2 separate regions of the Gossypium hirsutum genome follow, and region 2 is linked to region 1. A link is a contact called in public Hi-C data. All regions are on one chromosome and are shown on one strand. The core of a region is the stretch at or near the end of the contact, and the rest is flanking DNA. Distances in the headings are between cores, read along the strand shown.

The links. A called contact is a pair of places that touch in the nucleus more often than the background predicts.
Region 2: a Hi-C map of leaf shows a contact between it and region 1, with 2.3 times the contacts expected there. The contact joins the promoter of LOC107911571 here to the promoter of LOC107911642 in region 1. A contact is called at or near these places in 5 of 34 Hi-C or Micro-C datasets (leaf and petal).

Annotation. Positions count from the first base shown.
Region 1 is chrD08:40,540,774-40,543,612 of Gossypium_hirsutum_v2.1, reverse strand. LOC107911642 (transcription factor MYC2) reads left to right here and starts at 1,469. Exons shown (of 1, transcript XM_016839512.2): 1 at 1,469-2,839. The coding sequence starts at 1,652.
Region 2 is chrD08:40,958,217-40,961,055 of Gossypium_hirsutum_v2.1, reverse strand. It overlaps LOC107911571 (serine/threonine-protein kinase BLUS1), which reads right to left and starts at 1,419. Exons shown (of 21, transcript XM_016839420.2): 1 at 1,006-1,419. The coding sequence starts at 1,176.

The sequences.
Region 1 (2,839 bases), core at 220-2,719:
TTATATTTATGTGGATTGTATCAGGGTCACAAATTTATTATTTAAAATTTGTTGAAAAATATATATATATTTTTTGCGTTTATATAGAATTGAACTAATGTCAATTTATTTATGATATGTTTGATAGGAACATTACTTTTTTATTGTTGTAGTTTATCAAATAATAATAAATTAATTCAATTGGTACTTAACCAAAGTTAGAAAACCATTGCTTTCAATTTCTTTTAATTTTATAAATAATTTTTAATGAAAACAATTAAAATTTTATTTTTTTTAATTTCCATATTTTTTTAATTTTCTAAAAATATTTTTAAAACTTTCAACTAAACACGTTTTATTCATATTTTCTTTTTCATTAAAAACAAAAAGGAAAACGAAAATCGTAAAACTAATGACTCTAAACATTTACACCTTGATACTGATTTTGAACTTTCTTATTGCCAAATTGACATTTCTTTATAAAGGCCAGATAGTCAGTTAGTAGTTAAGATTTAGGGTCAAATAATTAAAAAATGAGTGGATAATATAAGTTAAAAGCCTGTGATTTTCAGATTGTTTTCTTGGCCACATAACTCTTATAAAAGTTGGGACATTGAGTTGTTAAATCACTTATTTACATATATAATTAAAAATATAATTTTAACTTAAAAATATAATAAAACATATTATGAAATTTTTGTGTTAAAAATTAAATTCCATTATGCTTCTTTATTAAAAAATGAGTAAAATTAATTCTTTTGTATTAAATCTATTAAAAATTTTATTTATTTGATGCGTACTTCATGTTAACGTCTAATGACCAGTTTTTAATAGTAGAATAAAAAGATTAGTTTGCTCTTTCATTTACTGTAAAGAAACTAATATCTCCATTTTTTCTATATAGATGGTAAAATACAATTTGACTCCTACTATAGGGAGCTCCTTTATACTTTTATCCAAAATATGCTATAAGTTCTTACGCTTTTCACAAATTTTGAATTTAATCTCCGTATTTTTATTTTTAAAATTTAGTCTCTCTACTTTTTAACTTTTAAAAGTTAAGTCTACTTTGTTAATACTATTAATTTTTTTTAATTGATGTGATATTTTGAAATAAAATATACTTACTTGATAGTACTGCAATTAAAATATATATTATAATAAACTTAAATTTAATAAAATTAATTTAATTATATTAGTTTTAAAATTTGAAAAGTCTTAAAAATAAAAAGTGATTATAACACAAGTACTAGAAGACGAGTTGAAGATTGAAATGTCCAGAAGTAGTGAATCGAATTTGGAAATGACTAGCGAAAGGTGCGACCCCAGAGGAAGCCTGAACCTCGCAACGAATAGAGACGATGCGCATCAATATCACATCACATCTTCAACTTTGGAGCTCAGCCTATAGTAGGATTTTTCACGTGATAAAGGTGCTAAGCATGCCCAAAAAACAGTTCCCACACGGATGGCCTTTTAATGCCCAGGAAATTCTTGTTTTCCCCGAACGCCCCTACAACATTGCCCTTTTGTCTTTGCTGCTGATCCCTTTAATTTCTCCTCGTATATTTTAGCTTGCTGCCGCCGAATCCCTCTTTGGGTTACTTAGCTCTTAGTAGTTTGGAAAACCTTATCAGAAAGAAATTGGGTTGGATCAGGGAGCAGCAGTATTATGTCATCATCTTCTTCATCTTCGATGATTAGCTTCGGCCTAGACGCCCCTCCGCCGACGCTGCAACAGCGCCTCCAGTTCATCGTCCAAAGCAGGCCTGAATGGTGGGTATACTCCATCTTCTGGCAAGCTTCCAGGGATGCTCATGGCCGCCTCGTGTTTTCTTGGGGTGATGGATATTTCCAAGGGACCAAGGGTTTTGCAGGCAAATCCGGAAATAAGCTAAGCCAACCCAGATTTGGGAGAAGAAGATCGGGGGAAGAGATTCAATCCGTTTTCTGTGAAGAGATAGACATTGAGAGGATGGTGGATGGCGATGTCACTGACTACGAGTGGTATTACACCGTATCAGTAAACCGATCTTTTGCTATAGGAGATGACATTCTTGGGAAGGCTTTCGGCTCAGGCTCCTATATTTGGTTGTGTGGAGATCAGGAGCTCCAACTGTATGAATGCGAGCGAGTCACAGAAGCTCGAATGCGAGGAATCCAGACCTTAGTCTTCCTTTCGACTTCCTTCGGGGTAGTTGAATTGGGATCTTCAGAAATGATCCAAGAGAATTGGAGCTTAGTGCAACTTGCAAAATCAATCTTCGGTTCTGAGATTAACTGTCTTGGTTCCAAGCATCCTGGCCTTGAATCTCAGCTCCAAATGTCAACCCAAACTGTCCCTTTTCTTGATTTCGGCAAGGTTGCAAGTGATCAAAAGGAGTGGATTCTTGATGACCGAAAGCAACAAATTGAGGCCAAGAAGGACAATTGCGTTTTATTACGCCCCTTGTCATCGGACTCCGGTGCTGATTCTGAGATGGAGTTCAGCGTTGGGTCGAAGAAGAGAGGAAGAAAGTCGGGGACTGGAAAAACAACCCCTTCAAACCACGTGGAAGCAGAGAGGCTACGGCGTGAGAAACTTAATCATCGATTCTATGCACTTCGATCTGTGGTTCCTACCGTGTCCAAGATGGACAAAGCATCTTTGCTTTCAGATGCGGTAGCCTACATCAAGGAGCTCAGATCTCAGATTGATAAACTGGATGTTAAACTCAAAGTTCAATCCCAAAAAGCCAAGTTGAATGCCATCAATGTTTCGAATAACCAAAGAAATGCATCCACATTTGACAGTACAAGGCCGACCTATGATTATGGACCAAATACAATGGAAGTTGATGTCAAGATTATAGGGTCAGAA
Region 2 (2,839 bases), core at 170-2,669, 420 kb before region 1:
CCACTAACATGAAGAGTAGGAATACAGACCTAAACTGTATCTCTCATGATAAATAAAATTCAAATAGCCAAAGTAAATTGTGGCATGCAGACATATTGAGTGATTATATTATTATCAAATTTATAACCTTTTCAGTAGAGTGATTGATGACCTATATACAAAACAACAAACATTCCAGAAGTTGAATATGCATGAATCAGAACTAAGGCTTTGTTTGGATTAAGAGGAAACTAAGGAAAGGAGAAGAAACGTAAAGAGAGTAGAACTGTCTCCTTTGTTTAGAAAACAGTTTAGCAGAACAGGATTTTAATCCCACCACAAACAAGTGACAAATTTAAACTCTAATCTCTCAGTTTTTTCTCAAATTGTGTAGCAAAAATTCTGTGAGAACATAATCATCGCCTTGACATATCAACTCCACAATAATTCAATTCCTCTATGTGCATATTACAAACTCACAGAAACTTTCATAAAAAAACGAAAAAGAAAAATCCCAAATATTCAGTGGTGGCAGCGTTGTGAAGTGTTCCCCGATGGAAGATACCTAGATTTAAGTGATGATGGAATGTGGACACACTATTACGCGCAGTAGCAAATGTCAATTCAGCATTGAAATGCCTCAGCTAAATAAATAGAACGGATGCTACAAAAGGAAGGTCATATTTAAATTGTATGATTCGAATAACAAATTAAGTTGGTTTTTCTAGCTTCCTCATAAGCAATGGAAGGAACAACTTTCAATTTAGAAATTTTCGAAAAGGAACAAATAGCAAGAGAAAGAACTTCAATTTAATCATAATTCAAGACCTAATATACTCCGAATTCAAAGAAACGAAATTCAATCAGAGAAACCGACAATCATTTCCAATTTTAGTAAGACAACATCTATAATCATAACTAACTAAAATCAAATTAAGTTACAGTCATTTATTTGACTAGAAACAGTAAAAGATAAAGAAAAAAAAATCGAAAACTGAAAATCAATTAAGGAGGAAAAAGCCGAACCAGATTACTGTTGCAACGATCGAGATCCAAACACTTGATAGCTACAACGTCGTTAAAAGGAAGATAGATCGCTCTATAAACAGTAGCACTGGCGCCATAACCAATCTCTTCTAGAAGCTTGTAGTCGCTAGGATTCGCCGAAAGACCTCGACTCCCTCCCATTCTCCGCATGCACTGAAGCCTTAAACCGCACTTGGAAGATAAAACCAATAGCCGCCTAGAAATCGTCACTCAAAGTCGCCGGCAGAAGAATTGAAGTAAAACGGCCGCTCTTGTCTTTTCTTCTCTAATTATTGATTGATTGTTTGGTCAAGTGTTTATTTGATCCGTTGACGCCATTAGCTGCGATATAGAGAGAAGGCGTCTGGTGTGAAGGAAAGAGAGGAAATCCGGTGGATGCTGACGTCGCTGTTTGATGCTTAGATGAATGAGTTTTTGACACGTGGATTAGATGGTTACTCCAATTAGCGATACAGTGGGGTTTACTAGCATCAGATTGGATTAATTGTTTGTATTCTTAAATAAAACTAGTTTTTATTCTATTAAATATAATAATATTATAAAATAATATTTTCTAAAAATATTATAAAATACTTTATATATATGTTATTTAAATATTATATTTTAATACCATAAAAATATTATATATCATATAGTATTAATTTTTATCATTGGATAAATATTTAAAATTTTAAAAATTATAAAAATAATGTTATGTATAAAATCTTTTAAAAAATTCTAGCTAATATGTTACCAATTATTATTACTTATTTTAAAAATTAGAATAAGTAATTTTTTTATAAAATTGCATTATAATTATTTAATTAAAATTGTTTTATTATAAGAAAAGCTCGCTCCAGTTATTTAGCGGTAAAATTTAGGCTCAAATTTACTAAGTATTATAACATGATTTTTTTAATAAACTCATAAAACTATATTAAGTTATCAGAAAATTTGGGATATAAAAAAAATTAAATTTATAAGATTAAAATCATAATAAACAATGATGTTGATATTGTCGACGACATGCTTAATTAAGTTCAACTTTGTTAATAAATCAAAAGCATCCCAACATTGTTTATCAAAACTCTCAAATGCATCACATTTAGTCTCAACCGTCATTACCCGAGAACCTTGACATCAATGAGAGTCTATTAATGCATAAATACATACATGCCACCCCACATGTTGTGTCATTTTTCATTTTATCTCTATGTTACTGTCACTTTAAACTTCAGTATAACAAACAATTTTAAACAATATCACCTTATGATTAATTAAACAAAAAATTAGATAGAATTTTAAAAAATAAGAAATGATTAGAAGAATGAAAAAAAATATAAAATTACTATTTGCTCTAGACATACTTAAAATGGCAAGAACTCTAGAGCCGTCCCACTAAATTATTCTACCACTAGCTTTTTAGATTCGGATTAGTTCATTGGGTCAATTCGGCTGCAATTAAATAATATAAAGTAATTTTATTTTAATTTTTATAATAATGTATAAAAATTTAAGTACCAAATTTAATATTAAAGCTAAATTTATGTATCAAATAGTATGTATTAATTTTATTAAAAATATATTTAAATTAATGATATTCAATAATGAATAAATTACATCGTAGTGGATGTTGTTATTGTCTTAAATACAGTACTTAAACTTAATGAATGATTCACTCATCATACTATTATTTAAATTTTTAATTAAGTTGGTGTTACAAGTCAATTAGACACCAATTTGATTGAAAAAATTACAAGCTACCTCCATATTTAGAATAAGATATATTATTATGAAGATATTTTAGTCTTTTTTACTTTGTAAATAAAATCAA